Regions from separate parts of the Gossypium hirsutum genome. Here all the other regions are linked to region 3. A link is a contact called in public Hi-C data. All regions are on one chromosome and are shown on one strand. Each heading gives the region's core, a stretch centred on a gene start, on an enhancer-like site or on the middle of the called end of the contact. The rest is flanking DNA. Distances are from core to core; before and after follow the strand shown. Region 1 holds the start of LOC107954904 (cytochrome P450 714C2). Region 2 holds the start of LOC107954898 (cytochrome P450 85A-like). Region 3 holds the start of LOC107955737 (COBRA-like protein 2).

What was found. A called contact is a pair of places that touch in the nucleus more often than the background predicts.
Region 1: a contact with region 3 is called in a Hi-C map of leaf, with 2.5 times the contacts expected there. The contact joins the promoter of LOC107954904 here to the promoter of LOC107955737 in region 3. A contact is called at or near these places in 2 of 34 Hi-C or Micro-C datasets (both in leaf).
Region 2: a contact with region 3 is called in a Hi-C map of leaf, with 1.9 times the contacts expected there. The contact joins the promoter of LOC107954898 here to the promoter of LOC107955737 in region 3. A contact is called at or near these places in 17 of 34 Hi-C or Micro-C datasets (callus, cotyledon, fibers and 3 more).

What each region holds. Positions count from the first base shown.
Region 1 is chrD07:48,246,140-48,250,099 of Gossypium_hirsutum_v2.1, reverse strand. It overlaps LOC107954904 (cytochrome P450 714C2), which reads right to left and starts at 2,210. Exons shown (of 5, transcript XM_016890588.2): 1 at 1,623-2,210; 2 at 1,268-1,494; 3 at 904-1,151; 4 at 477-834; 5 at 1-370. The coding sequence starts at 1,914.
Region 2 is chrD07:47,957,668-47,962,021 of Gossypium_hirsutum_v2.1, reverse strand. It overlaps LOC107954898 (cytochrome P450 85A-like), which reads left to right and starts at 3,065. Exons shown (of 9, transcript NM_001327629.1): 1 at 3,065-3,313; 2 at 3,566-3,887; 3 at 3,972-4,121; 4 at 4,211-4,354. The coding sequence starts at 3,123.
Region 3 is chrD07:48,089,514-48,093,820 of Gossypium_hirsutum_v2.1, reverse strand. It overlaps LOC107955737 (COBRA-like protein 2), which reads left to right and starts at 1,256. Exons shown (of 6, transcript XM_016891546.2): 1 at 1,256-2,036; 2 at 2,657-2,736; 3 at 3,007-3,463; 4 at 3,813-3,969; 5 at 4,084-4,307. The coding sequence starts at 1,934.

The DNA of each region.
Region 1 (3,960 bases), core at 961-3,460, 160 kb before region 3:
GAACAGGCGAATGTGAGTAGTTGGGAGAAAGGGAGAAGGAGAAGTTAGACAAAAGGAGAGACATTAGTAGTTTCAGTTCAACCATGGCCAAGTTCTGTCCAAGGCACACCCGGGGGCCAACCCCGAATGGCATGTACACTTGTGGCAGCTTACATGCACCTTTTATCCCTTTTGCAAATCTATTCGGGTTGAATTTATAGGCATCTTCACCCCAAATTTCAGGGTCAGTGTGCAATGCCAACACCATCATCCAAATATTTACACCCTTGGGAACAAAAATCTCTCCGAAGTTAATATCTTCCAAGGCTTCCCTCGACACCACAGCTACTGGCGGATAAAGTCTCAATGATTCCTGAATTACCTTAGTAAGCTGCATCACAAATGCAAAACAAGGATTTCAAGATTAATAGTTATTTATATAAATATCCACAATAACTCTCAATCTAATAACTAATTATTTGGACATATATATATACCAGATTCATCTTACGAAGCATGCCAGCATCCGGAGTACCACCGCCACAAATTTCAACCACCTCTGTCCGCACATTATGCTGCCATTCTTGATTGGCAGCTAGAAGCATGAGGCACCAGGTGGCAGAAACGGCAGTAGTCTCATATCCAGCCAAGTATATGTTCTTGCAGTTATCAACTACAAACCTCTCGGTGGCTTCTTGGCTCAGGTCACTGTTTTTAGCTCCGTCAACCACCATTTGCAGTAAGTCATTCTCGTATGTTGCTGCCCCCTTTCTCTCGTTTACCACATGCAATATCAAATCACGTACCTCCTTTTCAAGTTCCCAAGCTTCTCTGTTGCTTTTGATGGGAAGATATCTGTAATAACCCAAAAATTTTAATACAAATTGCTTCCATATGACTTTGAAATTGCGAAAGAATGCTCACCTCATTCCAGGCACGCCAGTGGATAAACCTTTCTTGGACATGGCCTCCTGTAGAGCTCTTAGCTTCAAGAAGATTTCTTCTCCTTTACAATAATTACTTCCGAAACAGGCTCTTGAGATGACATCTCCAGAGAAGCTTCGCATATACTCGTCAATTTTGATGTCAGCAAGTCCACCCTCGACCTCTATTCTGGTCTTCCAAGAGTCCACTAGCGTAAATGTAGATTCGACAATCAGGTTCATCATTCCCTACAAGAGGTTTTATCTTTGTATTAATGTTTATATACACCTAGTACTGTATGTAGATCTGTAATCATAATCAATTTGATATATTTAGTGAATCATATGTTAATATATATTTATACCTTAACCTTGTCCATGTATAATTCGGGAGCAAGAATTTTTCTCTGATAAGCCCATATTGCCCCATTTGAAGTTAGAATTCCCTGACCAAGCAAAGGACCACGATCCTTTTGTTGATAGGAAGGCTTCCCCAAGGCTAAGGACGTGCATGTAGTAATCTCTTTCACAGCATCAGGTTGATTGACGAACAATATTTGAGTGTTACCAAGAGAAAACACAAATACTTTACCTGAAATTTAATGAAATTACTCCATCACTATCAGTGATAACTATTTTGGTAAATTAATACTCCTAAATTTCATTATAGACACCGACACGCATACAATTAAGAGGTATGCAATACATTATTATACATACCATATTGTTTCCTCCATTGCTCAAGGAATGGAAAGAGTAGCGCACCGCAGTTGTGAGTGGCAGGGTTTTGCATGCTAGGAACCTTAACAATGCTGGATTGTGCCTTCTTTATCTCTCTTATGTTTCCGATTAGCAGACTCGGAGGCGGCCCTTTGATGCCTTGCTTGAGTAATCTTGCTCGGAGCTTCATTGGCTTCACCACCAGCTCATGATACAAACGTAGGATCAATCCAAGGAAAGCAAGCAGCACAAGAGAAACAAAAATGTTGACATAATACTCTGTAAGTTCCATGTCGGAAGTGGTGATGGCTTTGGAGGTTGTTTAGACGCAAAGGGAATTATATACAGGGAAATTAAGGAAGGGAGTAGGAAGGTTTGGTAGCAAAAGAATAAAGAAAGAACTGTATGTAAGACTTCTAATGTATGGTATTTGTGGTCAATGTAGTGTGAAAACCCTTTTTCTAAGGGCCAGTAACATGAAAGGCAGCATGGTTTTGAAGCTTTCTAAGATCCATAGTGAAGGTGCGAAGTTTTGCTTAATTATTTGAAGCCAACAACACAAAAAAAGAAGTGGTTAAGAGCTATTGGGATTCAAGGTCTAAAAGTCTTGTAGTGTATAAAAAACTAATATTAATTATTTGTTGGAATTTGGAAAATTACTTAACTTTTCTTTTAACTGGGAGGAAAATTACTTTACTCACTTTATTTCATTTTTAAATAAAAGACAAAAAAGAGAGCACCAAGTTCGGGGTTATTTCCTTTATTTCTGCCACTACCAAGTGCTAAATGACTAATGGCTCCCCCATGATAAAGTTTGGTTTAAAAAGGTGGAGCCATAGTAAACAATGTCGACCTTAAAGCTTAAAGTCCTATCAATGCTTTGTACGTGGTTTATTTTTTCAATATTATAGATTATATAAGAATAGTTAATTTTTAATGTTTATCCTTATATTTCATTCAAATTTAAGATTTAAGCTCTATATTTCATGTAATAGGTAAATTTAACCTGGGCTCACAAAAAAAAATATACCCAAAATAATAAAATAAAGTCTAAGTCCAGTCCAAAATTATATCATTTGGCCCGATTGGAATGACCCATTACTTGAAAAGGTTGAAGGTCCATCTACAAGCTTGACGCATATGAAAACATAATCTTCAAGGATATGCAATCTTAGATATGATATAATTTAGTAATCTTAGAGATTTAATTTGTAGAAATCCCTTAATCTTAGCTGTTCATGTAATTGATCTGTACCGTTGGATTTGGGGAGGCTCAACTATAAATAGGGGCCTCTCCTTTCATTGTAAAACACTTGAGTTTGGAGCAATAATAATTTTTAAGAGCATTCACTCAAATTTCTCTCTCTTGCGTTCTTATTTTCTGTGGCTTGTTCTTATTTTGTTCTTCGTTCATCTTCGTTTCTTTTTAAGTTGCTTTCATTTGAGTTAGATTTTGGTGGAGGAATTTCGTTGAATCTTCATATTGTGAGAGTTAGGCTGACTTAAGCGTTGTTTTTAACCTTTTATATTTATCCATTTAATTGTTTAATCATTAATTATTCTTTTACTTTTATTCATTTATTTATCCATCAACTTTCTTATTTACATATTGTTCATTCATTTAATCATTCTTATCATTCTTTTATTTTCTTTCATTAATTATATACTTTATTTTTTAATATTATGTCACACATGTTGTTTATTTTTTAAAAACTCGTGTTATAAACCATTCATTTTAAATTGTTTGATTATTTGCTCTCTTTTTTCCATATACTATCTATTATCAATTGCAAATTTTTTTTATACTATCTATTTTATATACCATTTATTTTTAAGATGTTATATGTATAACTTGTTCTAAATTCCTTATTACACAACATTTATTTTTAAACTCATTTATATATTATTACTTTATATATTACCTATTTTTATTTTTTTATATATTCTTTCTTCCAAACTTATACATATATTACCTACTTTTTTATATATATAATTTATTTATTGATTTGTATATTGTTGATGATTTCAAATTTCTTTTTCCCTTATTATTCATTTTCAAATTCATTATTTTTAAATTTGTTTACATTTTATTTTGCCTTATATTTTTTTTATACTCTTTGTTTTAAATTCATTGGTCTTTGATTATTGATGCTAGTATTTAAATAATTGCCATTATGTGTTTTATAAATTGTTTATTTGTATTTTCATATTGCCATTTTTTTATCAAAGTTTTTACGTATCGTTTTAATATTGCGTCAATTTTCCCCAATTTTAAAAAAGAAAACTTTTAAAAATAAGGCAATATTTGGTAGTTTGGAGCTTTGAGAAAATCGTGCCC
Region 2 (4,354 bases), core at 1,816-4,315, 130 kb after region 3:
AGTTTGTGTTCATTATCTTGTTGCTCTATATTGATAAAGTTCTCCAATAACAATTCTCAACAGGTTTAATTGCGCACTTACCTTAACCCATCGCTAAAGTGGTTAAAACAAAGTTAAAAAACAAAAACTTTACCAAGGTAGAGATAGCAAGCGTTAAAAATAATAAAATTGATTTTAATGTTAAGTAATATAAATATAATTGCTAATGATATTATTCTAAGAGATAAAAATAAGTTACACTTGTTTAGAGTAGTGATTAAAATTTCTCTCGGGTATTTATATGATCAAATTCGATAAAAAAAATTAAAAATTTTAAGTGTTTGATCAAATCTAATGAAGAGTATATTTAAAATAAATGAATCAAAATTTAGATATGTGTATAACTATCACATGGATAATTGAGATTTGACTCGTTAAAAAATGAAATAACCTTATTAAATTTTAATGACGTGTATTTTTTATAACATGTAATATCCAAATTGTTCATGCATTAAGTAGAAATGTATCTAAAATTTTATTTACACATTTTAAATATGCTTCACATCATATTGGAGTTGAAATTTAACACTCAATTTGACAACCATGCTGACAAAATGATTTAATTGAATTAATACTGATATTTTGATGATGCAATTAAAAAATTTTAAAATACTAAAGACTAATTTACAATTAAACCATAGTTGAGAGACCTATGATGGAATTAACCCTATATATTCTGTAATGTGGCTGATACCAACCTCAGCTGGATCATTGGCAGGAGGCATTAAGTACTAATTAAAGCCAAAGGGACTTTTATACCCAGCACTTTTCAACAGCAAAAGGACCATTGTAGCTGCACACTTGCCAATGTACCACCATTTGCTCCAATCTTTGAATTAATAAAAGGAAATATTTTATATATAAACTAATTAAACAAAAATTGAACTTGAAACAATTAATTTTTTTTAAAATATTTAAAATAGTTATTTGTTTTAATTTGAGATTTTCTTAGAGATTGCATATTTTAATTTGTACAACCGAATAATGATAAAATATTTTGTGATGCAAGTTGAAATTTGGATAACCCTAATCTTTTCTTCTCCTACTAATAGCCAAAGATGTTTACTAAGGTTAATGAAAAGATTGTTGAATGATATATAATTCTTGATACTGAAATTCAGAGTTTTTTTTAATCCTGACAAATATTTGTTGCTTTCTTCTTGTTTTCTTTTATTGTTATTGCACTTCTTACAAACGTTGTAACTATTATATATGAAATATTAAAAGATAAAAAACGATAATAGGTCGGTCATATAATTTTTCTTATTTTAATTATTAGTATCACGCTCTACATTTTTAACCTTAAAAATATTAAATTCAAACAAAACTTTAAAATAATTGTTGGATATTGACACGTATAACGAAATAGAAAAGATCGAACACAAATTTTACGTGTAAAACTCCTTCGAAGAGGATAAAAATCACGGGCAAAGGAGGCTTCGACTTTTCACTACTTAAATAAACAAACGAGAGTACATTATGGAGAAAATAAACTTAAATGTACTAAACATACAAACTCAAACCTCGAAAACAAAGCCCTAACTCTCATTGAGTAAACTCGAAATGGGTACCAATTTCTTTCTATAATCACCACGAAAACTCATCTGCTACTACAGCTTGTCACCCCCAAAAGAAAAGCCCTATAGTACTACATCTTTAATTGCCTTATTGAAACAGGGATCTAAGACCCATGGTTAAGTTTAAAGGGCTAAAACGACTAAAATATCTCTGAAGTAATTAGAGTTCGAGTAGGAAAAGATAGCAAAATTTAATTATGAGAAAAAACTCAGTGTTTGTGGGAAACACATCACCATGTCGCAACGTCTTCATTCTCGTCGTTTGTCGTCGTAACATCGTTGATTGACATTGATAAGTGCATGCAAACTGTCTGATAAATACGAGGTAGAACCCATATTAATTTATCTTGTTCCGAAAATCTTATAATAATAATAATAATAATAGTTGCTAATTGTTCATGTGATCTCATCGAAAATTGTATCGGTTTCAAGTTTCATCTTTGTTGAAAAAAAAAACCTTGAAAATAGGAGGAGTTGGAAATGAATATCAAATTGAAAGTCCATTAGATAAACATCACAATAATATAGTTTTCTGGGAAATACAGTGCCATAAACTTGCTGTTGGAAATGAAATCAAAGCTCCCCTATTCACTTGATGAACAATCCATGTACCTGTTGTATCATATTTAAAATATTCTAGAGTTAATAACATAAATTTTGACACATAATTTGTGATCATTTTTATATGGTATTATGCATCTTCTTTTGTTATTTTGTAATTCCATGAGCAGATCTCATTGACAGACATGTGAAGGACTGGGCTTTGGAAGTGTGCTTTATTATTTTTTTTTAATTTTTATTTTAACTTAATTTTAGGTCCAATAGGGTGGTCTGCATGTGCCTCTTCAAACACTTCCCAACTATGTTTCTTTTTTCATTTATCTAGTTTTCATACCACTTATATCCAAATCATTTCTTTATAAAAATCCAAATCATTTCTTTATAAAAACCCTTTCTTCATCATTAAAAAATTTATTATATATATTAAAATTGGAGCAGAAAGTTGATTTGATTTATTCTGAATGAGAAATTAAAAAAATAAAACCAAAGCTGAATATTTGTTAGATTTTTATTTTGACCTGTGAAATTAAAGAAATTATATGGTTACTGTATCGATGATGGTATCTCTGACCTTGACTATCAAACAAGCATTCATGCTCAAAATCTTGAAGAATGAATCGTGTCTTAATCTGCAATTTATTTAAAAAAAATCATAGTTAAGTGTGAAAGAGTTTTAAGATTCAAATCTATAATTAGTTAATTAAGAGGGGTTAGCTTAGTAAAAGAATATATAATAATTTTTATTGGACTGCTGATTACTTTTGAGGTCTTTTAAGGGTAGGGTCCCTTCCTAGAGCTGCATGGTTTGGCCTATGTCTTTTTATCTTTCAATGACTTGTGACCATTGAGGTAGGGGCCGTTTATATATATATATACCCATGAGCTCGTTTAGAGTTAGGAGGAAGAAGCCCCTTTAACCATTTAGAGAGCTTCTTGGGAGAAACAATGGGTGTTTTAATGGTGATTTTTGGGGTGTTTGTAATGGTGCTGTGTATGTGCACTGCAGTTTTGAGATGGAACGAGATGAGATACAGGAAGAAAGGTCTGCCCCCTGGTACTATGGGTTGGCCTGTCTTTGGAGAAACCACTGAGTTTCTCAAACAAGGCCCTAACTTCATGAAAAACCAAAGAGCAAGGTGATTTGAAACCCCCAAATCTTTGTTATTTCTTGCTTATCTGTCCTCGATTTGAAAGCTGGTTGATAAAATAGCTTCCTCTTTGCTTTCTCTTTTTTCCTTTTATGGAAGTAAATGATGTTTTTATTTCACCATCTCATGGTTGTTGTCACTTAAAAACAGTTGCAAGAGGGTTTTCTTGTAAATGTAGCTTCCAAACAGTAAATCATTCAGGTAATTTAATATAATTTGTTTCGTTTATTACAAAAGCAGGTATGGCAGCTTCTTCAAATCCCATATTCTAGGATGTCCTACAGTTGTTTCCATGGATCCAGAGCTGAACAGATATATACTAATGAATGAAGCCAAGGGGCTTGTTCCTGGATACCCACAGTCCATGCTTGATATCTTGGGAAAATGCAATATTGCAGCCGTCCACGGCTCCACCCATAAGCAAATGAGAGGAGCCCTCCTTGCCCTCATTAGCCCCACTATGATCAGACAACAACTTTTGCCCAAAATCGATGAATTCATGAGAGCTTTCCTCTCTAATTGGGACAACCAAGTCATTAACATCCAAGACAGGACCAAAGAGGTCTTTTTTTTGTATTTGTATATGTTAATATCGCATTCAAAGCTTTTCATGCTTTCCTCTGTTTCTAATCTGCTTTCCTTACAGATGGCTTTTTTATCATCACTTAAGCAAATCGCCAGTGCTGAATCCAGTTCAGTAGCTCAACAATTCATGCCTGAGTTCTTTAAACTGGTTTTAGGCACCTTATCACTTCCTATTGATCTCCCTGGTACCAATTATCGTCGAGGATTTCAGGTAATTTGACAAGCAACTCATATATCATTGTCTTGTCATTGCAGTTCCATGTTTTACAGTCTCAAGCAAGTAGCATGTTTATGTTGCAGGCAAGACAGAACATTTTGAAAATATTGGGACAATTGATAGAAAAGAGAAGAGATAGTGAAGAATCCCACAAGGACATGCTTGGGTACTTGATGAGAAATGATGACAATAATCGACATAAACTAAGTGATGATGAGATCATTGAC
Region 3 (4,307 bases), core at 7-2,506:
TTTAAAATTTAAACATTAAACACAAAAGGTTTAAATTGTAAACCCAAACATAAAATCATAAAATTGTAAGCCTTAACACTAAATCTTAAAATTTTAAACCTTATTCAAGAGAAATTCTAAACACTAAATGCTAAAATTTAAAATTTAAACCCTAAATCTATAACATATATAAAAAGTAAACACATTAGGTACTATAGATATTAGACCCTAAAATCGTGACAGCTGGCCTTTCGGGGAAGGTTGGCTTGGATGTCGGAATGAAAAGAAAGGGAAAGAGAGGGGAGGGAAGGTAAAATAAATAAATAAATAAATAAATAAAAGAAGATGAAGATAAAATTGTGTGTGTTTTTATTTTGTATTTAGAAGTATATTATATATTTATTATTATAAAATTTAACAATTTTTTATGAGTTAATAAATCACATAAATTTTTATTTTTTTCGGTGTTAAAAGAATAAATTCATATAATATTTTTTAGTATTTTTTAAAAGAATTACAAATGTAAAAAAAATACGTATGATAACTATATCTTGAATCAAGCATTACAATTTATGATCGAATATAGCTCATACTTCACATTAAATTTATGTATTTAAAAGAGTTTCATCTACATTTTGACTACAGGTTGATTTAAGATTTGCATTCAAATGGTTAAGGAAAAAGGTTTAAAAAATAAAATTATTTAAATAACTTCAATTTTAATTTGTAATGGCGTATTTAAAGATTTATTTATATGTTACAAGTACGCTCATTTCCTTTAGATATTTTTTATTTTAAAATAATATTTAAATAAGTGAATCTATGAAAACACTCCCAAATTATCACTTAAAATGTTTATTATCGATTGGCTAACATTATTTAAAAGAAATGAATAAATTTATATTTTCACTCTTATATCATTTTTTAAAATTTTATATGCTAAAAAAAAAGGAAGGAGGGACCATTCTCTACATTTTCCCTTAATTATAAAGATTTTAGAATAAGAATAATAAATAACTCACTGTCTCATTTCATAAGGATTGATGGTCCTACCCGGAATATATTAATAGCTAAAAGAAGAAGGGCGACGAACCATTAGCAAGTATTGCGTGGCGCCGACGACTGGCTTAGCTTTCTCTAGAACCCCTGTATGGGGCTGTCATTTTCTATTAACTCACAAACAACTGTCACCCATCATCCAATCTTTATTTCAAACCTCCTTAATCAAGCAAGCAAACATCCATCTATATAACCCATTTTCTTCCCACTTTCACACACCGTGTTTCATACGCCATTTTGTTCAATACCTTATCATGCGTTTTGCTTCTTTTTTTTTAACTAATTTCTTCATTTATATTTTAAATTAGAATAATTAACATCGAGAATTAAATTTAGTTGATGATAAGTCTAAATTAATTTGTTTTTATTTATATTTAAATCAAATGATTTAATTTTTAAATTTAACTTATGTTTGAGATGTTCGAATTCTTTTAAATATTTTTTTTATGATTTGATTTTTGATTAAATGTTTGCTTTTTTTTATTATATTTAAATTTATATAATAATGGTGGTTCCTTCCGAAACTAAAATTTGTGTTTAATTAATACTAAATTATGACATCCTTATGCTATAAGCAAGATTAGACAAAAACAAATTAGTCTGTGATTTGCTAAGATGAAAATGAAATTATTTATATATTTTTTAATGATTGTTGATGTTAAAGTTCTATATCACATGATTAATGAAAACAATTTTATAATTTAAAAGAAAAAAAGGCATTTTACAGTGAGATTAAAGTGTTCCACTACTTAAACTCAAAGTCTTAAACTTTCGTGTCATGTCCTGTTGGACGAAAAAGCTATTCATCTCCGTTCTTCTCTCTGAGTCTTCCCTGTCTGCCACAGATCTTGAGCCGAAGTCAATAACAAAAGAAGACTCCTAAAATCCTACAGAAATGGCTAATCTTTTTTTGTTCATTGCTAGATCTTTCTTCAACCTAAGCTCTTTCAGCTTCTTGCTTCTGTTTTTGCTCTCTTTCTCGAGTTTCACTGCAACAGGTCTGTACAAACTTTCTCTTTCTTTGTCTGGAAAGTTGGAATATTTGAGGTTCTTTTTAAAATGGTATTTTGATTCTTGAACGAAGTTGGTAAAATGGGCTTTCTTTAATTATGCGAAAGCTCTTCCTTTTATGGTCTTTTGAGTCGTTTTTCCTACGTTTATGTTAATGGATTTTTGTTGGTTTTGCCTGAGATTTAACTTGTCAATTATATTTCCATAATAGGCTATGATTTTTCTATCGAAATCTTGATTCTTTTGTTATCTTAATGAACAAAGCAAGTTGTGAAACTCAACTAACTGTGATTAAAAATGGTAGCCTTTAGATTGAAGGGTTTAGGAAAAAATTAGCAGTTAATGATGAAATTTGAGTAATTTCCATTTATTTAGAATCATAACTTTCCTTTCCCTTGAAGAAAACTTAAATGTCTTATCATACAGTTTCCATGCATTATTGGTTTAGTGAGAAAATGAACTTTTGAACTTTGGACCTCTACTATTTGATGTCTAGTGATTATCTGATATTGATTTGCTTCTTTATTTCTAAATGTATCATAATGGGTGATTAGTATTGAAAATGTATACATTTGTTATGATTCTCTTTATTTTAACTCATTTTCAGAAGCCTATGATCCTTTGGACCCTAATGGAAATATCACAATCAAATGGGATATCATGAGTTGGACTGCTGATGGCTATGTTGTAAGTGTTCTTCCATCTGTTATATGTAAGAAGTTAGAATTTGATGATTTAGCTATCTAGTGTGGGGTAGTATGAGAGTCAGAACCTCGTATTGCTTGGTTCGGGGTACAATTGTGTTGTGATTTCAAATATCTTTTGAACTAATACTGTAACACTGAAAATGAAAAAACAAGGGGTTGCAGAAAAAAGGGTATCTTGTTGGCTTAGGTATGGTTTCTATCTTGTCCCCATTGGCCGAAAATGTGACTAAATTCTTGATGTAATGAGCAGGCAGTTGTCACAATCTTTAACTTCCAGCAGTACCGTCACATCCAAGCACCAGGGTGGACATTAGGTTGGAAATGGTCTAAGAAAGAGGTAATTTGGAGTATGATGGGAGGACAAACAACTGAACAAGGGGATTGTTCAAGATTCAAAGGGAACATTCCACATTGTTGTAAGAAGGACCCAACAGTCGTGGATTTATTGCCAGGAACACCTTATAATCAGCAGATTGCGAATTGCTGTAAAGGGGGAGTGCTAAACTCATGGGTACAAGATCCAGCTACGGCAGGAAGCTCATTCCAGGTGAGTGTGGGGCAAGCTGGAACTACAAACAAGACGGTTAGAGTTCCAAAAAACTTCACTTTGAAGGCACCAGGGCCCGGTTATACTTGTGGTCCAGCAAAAATTGTGAAACCCAGTAGATTTGTTACTGCAGACAAAAGAAGAGTCACACAAGCTTTGAGTAAGTTACTTGATTAAGATCTTGAATGTTATGTAGATATTCACTTTCTATTAGCTATGCCACATGTCACATTTCACATCACTGAACTTTGTAAAAGTAGCATTCTGAGCTATCACGCCATTGGCTGAAATTTTGTTATAGCCAACTCATTGCAGAAAGAAATCCTTGGCAAATGAAGCTTTTCTTTCTGGACGCTCATTTTATCGATATTCAGCATTAATAATTGATAAATTGGGCTTGTTAATTGCTTTGCACAATGTAGATTTTGGAAACAATTTTTCTCACCTAATATATAATTTGAATTGTATCAGTATGGATGTTTGTAATTGACATAGCTTCTTTATTACAGTGACTTGGAATGTTACTTGCACGTATTCACAATTTCTAGCTCAGAAAACACCTACTTGTTGCGTCTCTCTCTCATCATTCTATAATGAAACCATAGTACCTTGCCCGCAATGTGCTTGTGGCTGCCAAAATACTTCTCAGCCAGGGAGCTGTGTAGAGTAAGTTTGTTCAAGCAAAATGCCGATAATTGTTTCTCAGTGTATGTTAGTTGGGGATGATTGCTATCTTGAATCTTTATTGCTTTCCTGAAGTTTTTTGTTTCTAATGTGCAGCCCCAAAGCTCCGCATATAGCATCGGTTGTTCCAAGTACAGGGAAGAATAACTATGCACCTTTGGTCCAATGTACAAGTCATATGTGTCCGGTCCGAGTTCATTGGCATGTTAAGCAAAACTACAAGGAGTATTGGCGGGTTAAGGTCACAATTACTAATTTCAATTATAATATGAACTATACACAGTGGAACTTAGTTGTGCAACATCCCAACTTCGACAATC